Regions from separate parts of the Mus musculus genome. Here region 2 is linked to region 1. A link is a contact called in public HiChIP or PLAC-seq data. All regions are on one chromosome and are shown on one strand. The core of a region is the stretch at or near the end of the contact, and the rest is flanking DNA. Distances in the headings are between cores, read along the strand shown. Region 1 has its middle 11 kb from the start of Gm38509. Region 2 overlaps Sox2ot (SOX2 overlapping transcript (non-protein coding)).

The links. HiChIP or PLAC-seq counts read pairs in DNA pulled down with a chosen protein or histone mark.
Region 2: an H3K27ac HiChIP or PLAC-seq map of embryonic stem cells shows a contact between it and region 1, with 20 read pairs. The contact joins two enhancer-like sites. A contact is called at or near these places in 1 of 39 promoter capture datasets (embryonic stem cells), 2 of 15 datasets of contacts at CTCF or cohesin (both in embryonic stem cells), 74 of 484 Hi-C or Micro-C datasets (bladder smooth muscle, cortical neurons, differentiating embryonic stem cells and 9 more), 22 of 115 datasets of contacts at active chromatin or transcription factors (embryonic stem cells, epiblast stem cells, expanded potential stem cells and 1 more) and 2 of 9 other capture datasets (adipose tissue and embryonic stem cells).

The regions. Positions count from the first base shown.
Region 1 is chr3:34,758,807-34,763,820 of GRCm38.p6, reverse strand. No RefSeq gene overlaps it. Among named protein-coding and RNA genes, the nearest start is that of Gm38509, 11 kb to the left of the region's middle. RefSeq lists enhancers at 1,286-2,798, 4,636-5,014, 1,418-5,014. Within about 2 kb of position 2,515, at least 14 of the 459 cell types and tissues checked have an H3K27ac peak or open chromatin away from gene starts, as enhancers often do. A contact at or near this core is called in differentiating embryonic stem cells, embryonic stem cells and trophoblast stem cells, where this site is marked.
Region 2 is chr3:34,661,708-34,666,721 of GRCm38.p6, reverse strand. All of the region lies in intron 4 of Sox2ot (SOX2 overlapping transcript (non-protein coding)), which reads right to left. Among named protein-coding and RNA genes, the nearest start is that of Sox2, 14 kb to the right of the region's middle. Within about 2 kb of position 2,296, at least 82 of the 459 cell types and tissues checked have an H3K27ac peak or open chromatin away from gene starts, as enhancers often do. A contact at or near this core is called in differentiating embryonic stem cells, embryonic stem cells and trophoblast stem cells, where this site is marked.

The DNA.
Region 1 (5,014 bases), core at 1,266-3,765:
TCTTCTGGAGTGTCTGAGGACAGCTGCAGTGTACTTACATATAATAAATAAATAAATAAATCTTAAAAAAAAAAAAAAAAAAGTAGATGCCAATGATAGTATTAATTGATGTTAAATGCCCTAAATTTAATAGATACTGCAGTGATGGGGTGGGGGGAACCTCCTTTGGTTTTTTGTTTTTGTTTTTCAAGACAGGGTTTCTCTGTGTAGCCCTGGCTGTCCTGGAACTCACTCTGTAGACCAGGCTGGCCTCGAACTCAGAAATCGGCCTGCCTCTGCCTCCCAAGTGCTGGGATTAAAGGCGTGCGCCACCACGCCCCTCCTTATTCATAGAGAAATTCAAGTATCTAGAGTGGAGTCAAATTTGGTACAACAAAAATAATTATTTTTATTATTTTTATTAAATCAAATTAAACTTATTTTTTAATTAATTATTTTGAGACAAAGGCTCACTGTGTAGCTCTGGCCAGCCTGGGATTCATTATACAGACTGGATTGGCCTTGAACTCAGGCACATTGCCTGCCTTTGTCTCCCGAATGCTGAGACTAAAGACACGTTCTACCACACACAGCGTGTATATGTGTGTGTGTGTGTGTGTGTGTGTGTGTGTGTGTGTGTGTGTGAGAGAGAGAGAGAGAGAGAGAGAGAGAGAGAGAGCATGTGTGTGTGTGTGTGTGTGTGAGAGAGAGAGAGACAGCATGTGTGTATGTGTGTGTGTGAAACATAGCTTATGTGTGTGTGTGAGAGAGAGACTGTGTGTGTGTGAGAGAGACAGCATGTGTGTATGTGTGTGTGTGTGTGACATAGCTTGTGTGTGTGTGAGAGAGAGAGAGACAGCTTGTGTGTGTGTGCATGTGTGTGTGTGTGTATAGGTGCCCACAGAGGCCAGAGGGTATCAGATTCCCCTGAAGCTGGAATGTTAGGGGGCTGTGGACCACCCAACCTGGATGCTGGGAACTGAAGTCTGTCTGGTCCACTGAAGGAGAAGCAAGCACTCTTGACCACTGGCCCATCTCCCCAAACCCAAAACATGGTATTTAATAGAAACAGCACTTGCTTGTAATCTAGCTCCTAGAAGGCTGGGGCTAGGGGATTCCAGATTCAAAGCCTCCAAGAACTACCTGATGAGCATTCTGCCAACTAGAGCTCAACCTTGGCCTTGTTTTGGTTTTAAATCAGGGTCTTGCTGAAGAGAACTAACCTGGAACTCATTGCAATCCTCCTGCCTCAGCCTCCTAAGTGCTGAGATGACAGTCTGGTACTATACTGTTAGTGTCAAAAATACCTCATCTGCAAAATCTCTGGCCCACATGGAGACCTGACATATATTCTGCTTAAACGGGGTGAATCTGGCCCAGGGCCTGCCCCTAGGACAGCAGGCACACTTTGAGCAATGCTAAGAGTTAGGAGGAATATTTTAGCCTTTTGTTTTGGCATTTGTGTTTGGTTTGGTTTGGTTTGGTTGTTGGTTTTGGTCTTGGTTATTGTATTTGTCTTTTGAGACGGTTTCTCTGTGCATCCCTGACTGTTCTCGAACACTCTGTAGGCCAGAGATCTACTTGTCTCTGCCTCCTGAGTGCCGGGATTAAAGGCTTAAGCCACTATTGCCCTGCACAGAATATTTAGTTCTTCAATGAGATATTAAACTTGTACCTTCCCAGAATCCTTGCCCCTAATGCAGCAGCTTACAGCCATAGAGGGTTCTAAGTCTGGTCATTTGTGACTTTTCTTTTTTTTTTTTTTTTTTTTTTTTCTTCTTTTTTCTATCTTTTAAGGAAGCATCCTAGGGCAGGGCGTAGTGGCGCACGCCTTTAATCCCAGCACTCAGGAGGCAGAGACAGGCAGATTTCTGAGGCCTGGTCTACAGTGTGAGTTCCAGGACAGCCAGGGCTACACAGAGAAACCCTGTCTCAAAAAAAAAAAAAAAAAAAGAGGATCTGGGTTCAATTCCCAGCACCCACGTGGAGGTTCACAACTGTCTGTAACTCCAGATCCAGAGAATTTGATGCCTTCATATAGACATGCAGGCAAAATACCATTTCATATAAAATATACAAAAACTATTCTTTAAAAAAAAAGAAAGGAAGGGAAGAAGGAAGGAAGGACCGAAGGAAAGAAGGAGGGACGGACGGAAGGAAGGAAGGAAGGAAGGAAGGAAGGAAGGAAGGAAGGAAGGAAGGAAGAAAGGATCCTAGTCACTCATCCCCATGCCCTCCCTTTGGCTCTGGGGCTGCTTGCAGATCAGGTGTCTGACCTCCCCGTCTGTTTCCATGACCTCCCCCTTTGTTTTCTAAGCTCTCCTCCAGCTCCTTCCTCTAGGCAGCTCCAGGGGGTTTACAACTGGCCCATCCCAGGTTCTTTTTTTAAACCCTAATTGTCCTCCACCTTCCATTTGAGTCATTCTTAAATTCTTCTATTAACGAGGTTGAGGTTTCCCTCACACCTGAAGGGTAGAAATCTCTACCAAACCAAGCACAGCCCCAAGGTAGTCAGCTAGGTCTTGCTTCCAGTCAGGGTCACCTTGAAGCCAGAGATAACCTGGTGGTTGAAGGCAGCCTTCCGGTAGGGGTGGAGCGGAGGGACTGCAACTCCCTGCCTTTCATCTCATCTTCTAAACCATCCCAGGGTGCCAACTTTGAAGGGCCACAGTAAAGATTAAATTGTATGTCCCACCTTTATAGCACTCAGGGGGCTGAGGCAGGAGCATCAGGAATCCGAGGCCTTAGCTACGAAACAGGTTCGAGACCAGCTGCAGTTACAAGAAACCCTCTCTCAATTTCAATGTCCTGTACCCCACCAAAATAAAAGATTAAGCAGTGTGATATACAAGCCTCTAAGACACACATAAAATGAACCTTATTGCTTATTGAAACTGGGTCTTATTATACAGCCAAGGCTAGCCCAGCACAAAATAAAATTTAAGATGGAAATTGAGGAGTTGAAAAGATGGCTCAGTGGTTAAGAGCACTGGCTGCTCTTGCAGAGGACCTGGGTTCTGGTCCCAGCATGTGCATAGAGGCTCACAACCATCTGTAACTCTAGCTCCAGAGGGCCTGATGCCCTCCTCTGGCCTCCATTAGCACCAGGCATGCACATGGTGCACAGACATACAAACAGGCAAAATATTCATACTCATAAAATAAATAATAAGACATATCAATGACTAGGCGTGGTGATGCCTTTAATCCCGGAATTTAGAAGTCAGAATAGGAGACCTGCAGGGTCTACATAGTGAGTTCAAGGTCAGCCAAGACCTTGTTTACGTGTTAGTGGAATTCTCTTCAGGGTCTCAGCTCAGCAGGAGAGGAGTCTTTGCCCAAGCTGTCAGTCAAATGAGCAGGGAGCCAAGTGAGAGAGAAGGGAAGAGAGGAGCTACAAAGGGAGAGTCTGGGGAGGGGGGGTAGGGGTGGTAAATTCCTAGCAAAGTTTTGTCAAAGGGCAAGCTAGCCACTGAGAGTTGTCTGAGAATGCAGCCCCCTCCTCATCTGGCTCGGAAAGCTGGGTGTGGTGGTATGCATGGGCAACCCCAGCTCCACGAAAATGGATGCAAGAAGATCATGAGTTCAAAGTCAGCTTCGGGCCACTTAGTGAGTTTGCAGTCTGCCTGGGTTCCTTGAGCCCTATTTCAAAAGAAAAGAGAAGACCCTCAGGCCTGGTGAAGTATCTGACGCACAGAAGAAAAAGCGCGGCAGGTCAACTAGCCGCCAGCAGGAGGCGGTGTGGCAAAGCGGACTGAGCCTCAGTAAGCCAGATCCACAGAAAGGGTCGCCGCGCGCGGCTCCAGGGAGGGGTTCTCCCACGTCCCTGTGATCAGTTCTCAACACTGCAAACAAAGTGCACAAAGGCTTGTTTTGTTAGCGGAAACTGCGGTGAGCAGGCAGAAAGACAGAAACACCAAAGATAGTTCCTGCATCTGCGCATCCTGGAAAAAGTAGGAAAATAAATTGGGCCCACATGCTGGGCACAGCAGCCACTTGGGCAAGAGATCAGGAAACCCCGGGCCTGCACGAACCACTTATTGAGACCCTGCCTTACACAGCAAGAAACTTATATAACGAATGGGGATGCCACTCACTGGTGGTGTGTTGGCTTAGCACGCTGGAGGCCTTGGGTTAACCCCCAGAACCACAGTTCATGGCATGGGCTCACCTGGCAGAATACATTCGCAGTACTCCTCACACGCTGTCAGTCTCTCTTACCACTTTACCCTCCCAACCCTGTTCAGTACTGTGTCCAGTAAATATGTATCTGTTGAACGAATTAATGAATGAATGAACGAATGAGTGAGTGAGTGAAAACAATCTTGGATATGGTAGTGCTTGCTTGTCATCCCAGTACTCAAGAAGATGGAGCAAGAGGATTACCGTGAGTTCGAGGTAGGCTGGGCTTCAATAGTGAGCTCAAGGCCAGTAAAGCCCTTAATACAGTGGATGGGACGGGTCATGGTGACACACACCTTTAATTCCAGCACTGGATATTAAATAATTGAGGCCATGCTAGTCTACAGATTGAGTTCCAGGACAGGCCGGGATGCACAGAGAAACCCTGTCTTGAAAACACCCCCAAAAAATCAATCCAGTAGATGGAATAAAGTATTTTGTGAATGATCTCAAACTCCTGATTGTCAAGGTTCCCCTGGCATGAATGGTCTTTATTGTTAATAATAGTTCTTCTCGTGATCAAATATATACCTAAATGATCTTAGTTCAATGTATCATTCCTTGGCCAGATGCTATGGCTCAAACCTGTAATCCCGACTCTGGAAGCTGATTGTTTTGAGTTTGGGGCCAGCCTGGTGAGTTCCAGGACAGCCTGAGCTACAGAGAGAGAAGTGTTTGAAAACAAAACAAAACAAAATGTATCAACAACCTTAATTAACATCTTCATTTCATGGTTGGCAAAATAGCCTAGTGGGTAGTAAGTATGCTTGCCTAGGAGACAGATGATAAGAATTCTATCACCACGAACAAGGTGGTGACAAGGACCCCAGCAAGTTGTCCTCAGATCTCAAGT
Region 2 (5,014 bases), core at 1,047-3,546, 97 kb after region 1:
CCCTCTCTGAGGCGTAGTCTTGCCCTCAATGTGCAGTCTATAGTACATATAGCACAGGAGTAGTGCCAGGGCAGTCTGAGCACAAGAATCTGAGCCTTGAAAGCATCTTTTCCTTCTGGCTATGGTGGCACTTAAATGATAATGTGGGCAGTCAAGCTGGGAGATTTATATCTTTTGGAAAGTAGGGCAAGCCAGATGGTAATAGCGTCATTAACACACAAACTTGGGGGGGGGGCAGGCGAGTGAAGCTTGAAATCAGAGAGGAGCTCAGGAGAACAAAGGGGGCTGCTGTGAAGAGCCCCCCCCATCCCCCTGCTGGCCAGAGCTAGGGGGCTGCTGTGAAGAGCCCCTCCATCCCCCCTGCTGGCCAGAGCTAGGAGCCCCTAGGTACTGGGGGTCTGATCTTGTCCAGAATTGGATAATAAACAGTGGCGTTGCCCATCTTTCAGTGTGATTTAGTACAGAAAAAAACTTTTCCAGTAGGCAAACTTAACAGTCATTCACAGGTAGCCCTTCGTGCTCTGAAGTGGCAGGAGTGGGCCTTCAATTCAGATGTGTGCCCCTCACACTGGTGTGATAAGCCCTGCAACTGTTGACACTCTAAGAAATGGAAGTTCTGCTTAGTGTAAGTTTCAGACAAAAGTTTGCCTCCCTCCCCTTATGTAAACACGGTAGGCAAACAAGACAGGTTTGGAAGCAGCTCCTTTTAAAAAAAAATTTGGTGTTGGGTTTTGGTGCCTAGGTGTTGGAAGGGGTTGTGGCAAACTACGGGTTTTACTTTGGAAAACGTTGACGTTCGAATCCAACTCTTACTGAATAGATACAGTTTAGAAAGAGCAGCGAAGATACTAGGACAGTATTAAAGTGGTAATAATAATAGTGTTTGTTCTAACTACCTCAACAGAGCAGGAAGTGCAGTTGTAACTGACAAGACAGAAAATTAGTAACTGTGTCATTTCATTAACACAACACAATACAATATGTACATACACATATACACAATGCATTATTAAAAGGAAAAGCAATGTTCTTGACACAGACAATATGCCATACACAGCTTCTGGAAGACAGCAAGCAAAGGTGACAGGGATCAAGCGTTTGACTGACTTGAGTGATACCTGTTAGCAGCTAAAAGTTGACGAGGTACAAGCTAAACCGAACTAGTTCCCCCCCTTTCTCCTTCAAAGCAAAACCGAAAACAGCACACACACACACACACACACACCCTCTAGCACTCTCAAACTGGAGCTCTTTAAAGACCCCGAGGACTTACGCTCAAGGCATTATTCAGAAAACACTGAGCCCGGTCGTTCGTCACAGGCAATTGTTAAAGGCTTTCAAAGAGCCGATCAAACGCGGCCAGAGTAATCTACATTGGAGTCCGGATGGTGGAGTTACGGCGTACACCTGCGGGATGTTTGCTGTCGCTGCCCCTCGCAGAGCTACAAATCTTGATTAAAGCTCCCTGCCTAACTGCCTAAGTTGCTCCCCAGTTTGGAAAGTTTCTTGGGACAGTTTATTTTGACCAGAGAGCTGTTTAGACACTGCAGCCAGAGAGGAGTTGAAGCCACCAAGGTGGGGAGGGACAGGGGCGGTGAGCAACTGGGAAGGTCTGTTTCTTGCATGGACTTTTTTGAACAGAGCCTTCATCCAAGCAGAGACAACCGAGATAGAAGTCCTGATTCGTGGCTTGCCTTTGAGTTCCTGTGTCTCCAAAACTCCTTTCACTGTCTTTGCCACAACTTTTTGTTGGATGGCAATACCAGTTCGTAGCTTTCCTTAATCTATTCCCACAGGTGTCCACCCTAGAGCCTGTTTCCAGCTTCGACCAGCACTCCTTTTCTAGTACAAAACTTTATCTCCCCCCGCCCCTGCCCCAGTCCGACTCTAGTTTGAAACTTTCGCTTTTGATTCATTTGTTTGAGATTATTTCCCCTCCTTTTCTGCGTTGGCTAGGTTTCCACTGTTTTTACCCTGAGGGACAAAAAAATGTGAAGTTGTGAGAAAAGACGATGCGAGGGTCGGACAGTTGGAGGCGGGAGGGACGTCAACGTCTGTCTGCAGTCAGCTAGTAAGTCCGCAAGCCCTCTGCAATCCCTGTGTGACCCATTTGGGGAGTGGGGTGGAGACTAACCGGCTGCCCGCAATGCCAAGATCAACACTCGGAGCGAATGTTATCAATAGACCAATTTTCTGCTCTTACCCGGGGCTTTTTTGTTTCATTCCTAAGTGGAGAGTGTCTGAGCTGCGCAAGACGCAACTGCACGGAGGCGCCCGGAAAGAGAGGGCGCTAGAAGCGGGAGACGCAAATATGGAAATTAACTCATTAGGAAGGGGTGTGGTTAGCGCGAAGCCCCCTCCTCCATCCCTTCCTTTCTCCCTCGCTGCCACCGTCCTGGCTTGCTAAATATGAGATTACAAACAAACAAATAAAGCAGAAGCTGACTACGCTGACTACGCAGCCCCAGATCAAGCACGCTCCAGATAATTCTCTGCACTCAGCGCCGAGGCCAGTTCTGCCACACAGCACCCGCCCCTGCCGCCACCGGGGGCTGCGGCGTTCCCTGCGCCATCTCCCGCCGCCCGGGACTGCAGCGGGGCCGCCGTCACCTTTCGAAGGCGCAGCACGTGGTCCCAACACTCGGCGGGGTGCACGTTTTAAACCCTAAGACGCCAGCTTCAGCCACTGTGGCGCCCTTCCGAGGGCCTCTGCTGACCTCGAGGTTCTTCTGCAAAGGCCCTGGGTGCTGGTGTGCTCTGAGGGAGAAAACAATCGAGCTTAGAAAAGAATGTTCCCGAGTCTCTGACCTGGGCTCCCCCCGCCCTCTGCGGTGCCGTACTCCCAGCGCGAGATTGCAGTGTACCAGGGCTCGGGTGAGACAAAAATTGGCACCAAGGCGGAAGCCTGCTTAGCGTCAGAGCCCGAGGTTGAGATATTAACAAAAGACGAGGTGCCTAGGAGTGAAGTCTGTGGGGTTGGACCGCCTGGGGTGCAAAATTCAGTGTCTAAATAAAATCGTGCGTGCGGGGGGGTGGGGTGACAATTAAAATGAAACAAAATGCGAAACTCGTCCTCAGTTGAGTCGGTCTTCCTACTCTCTAAGTCTTTATACAACCCTGTATCTAAGTCCTCAAAGCGAGGCGTAGTATAAGGCTTTAGGCAAAAATGATACTTCTAATGGCTGTCCTTCCGGCGACCGACCTCCCCGCCCCGGCTCCCATCCTAGTGCTCCCGTAGCTGCGGGCCCCTTGGAGGAGGCTGCGCAGTCCCAAGCTTCCCGCTGCCCGCAGGCCACCGCGTCTCAATGCGGGTATTGTCCGCCGCGGGTGGGGAGGCCAGACGACCAACACACAAGAATAGCAATGTGCCCGACTCCTGTTAAGAGAAAGTTTCCAAATGTCCTCCTTGTGCTGAAATACTACTTTTTAAAAAGTGCGAGTGCGTGTTTCGGTGGGCAAAGATTCGTTTTTGAAAGTCCACTCTCAATTCCTCAACGTTTTCCACTTCTTTTAAGTTCTCAGAAAAGGAGAGAGTGGGCAGAGAAGTGACTCGATTTGGGGGGTGGGGGATTGTAAATATGGTTGACGGTCAGTGGGACGGTTTTGAAATACCGGCAGTTGTCACCCAGGTCTGGTTCGGGGACGCGGGGACAGATGCTCGGTTGGCGCACAGAGTGGGAGGAGGGCCCCGGGGCGCGTGTGCTCAGAAGCGTTTCGCACCTCCTGTTTATCTTAGAAAGGCGCGGAGGGGTGGGTGGGAGCGAATTGTTCCTTTTCCCCGACAGGCAGTATTAGTTGACTAAAATGGAGAGGCGGGCACACACAAAAACAAAACCTCCACAGGCTGCGAGTCTCTCTCCTCTGACCCGAATTCCAAAGGCTGGGACTTGCCACTCAGAAGACCCTAGCGTCCGCGGTCTTGTGACCACAGCAGAAGCAGCGGTGGATGCCTTTAGAACTGGGCCTTTGGGGACAAGGGTGATGAGGCTATCTTTCTAGCAGCGGGGACACCTTCCTTCCATGAGTGGTCTTTCTTGTGAGAGGGTCTCTGGGTACTCTCAGCTTTTCCCAGGCATTTGAGAAATAATGGCTCAAGTCCCTTGCCAAACTGTCTGAGACAAGTATATTCCAAGACCCTGCAATACTAATTCCGTTTTTTTTTTTTTTTTTTTTTAAAATCACACCAGAACAAAATAAGACCAAACCAACCAACCAACCAAAACAAAGCAAAACAAAACGCAGACCCCTGCTCTCCCTGTCCCACAGCCAAATTCACCGTAAGGGCGCCCAAAGGGTTGTGGCTATTTGCAAGTCGTGTTAATTTGGTGAGCTGACTGGATGCCTTAATGATAAATCCCCAATGTAAAGAGCCTGATACAAGCTCTAATTGCTACTGGGAACTTCAGGTGGTTGCTAGGCTCCGTGGACCACAGCCACCCCAGAAAGCCTCCAACAGTGTGTTTGGATGGTGGGTAGAGGGGTGGGGTGGAGTTTCTACAGCTAGCGGTGCCCACATCTGCTGGGACTTCCATATCGAAGCTGTTCATTTACCGGAGCCAACTTATGAAACCTCCACAATTAGATCTTCATTGTCCTTCCCCCATAATACTGTCTAGAAAGAAAAGGTCTTCTCGGTCGGGGCCAATCCAACGAAGCGTTTGACGTTATTAAATAATAAAGCGATTGTGATTTACATTGTTGTTGAGAAAAAAGGCCAATTATCCACTGTTATGTTGCCATAAAGATCATATTAACTCGAATTAGTAATCAAACAATATGCGAGCGCTTTAAAGTACAGCAGAACTGGGTGACAGCTACTGCGACGTCTTCACTTTCACCAGCAAACCCACCCGCATCGTCAGCCGGAGCAAAAGAGGCCGACACCACAGGCCCGAAAGGAGGGAAGAGAGCTGCGAAGTGGTGATTAACCGTGTCCAGTGTTAATTATTCTCAATTAATCCCAAACAGTGCAAACCTTTCCTAGTTCTCTGCAAGTTCCCATGTTGGGGATGCT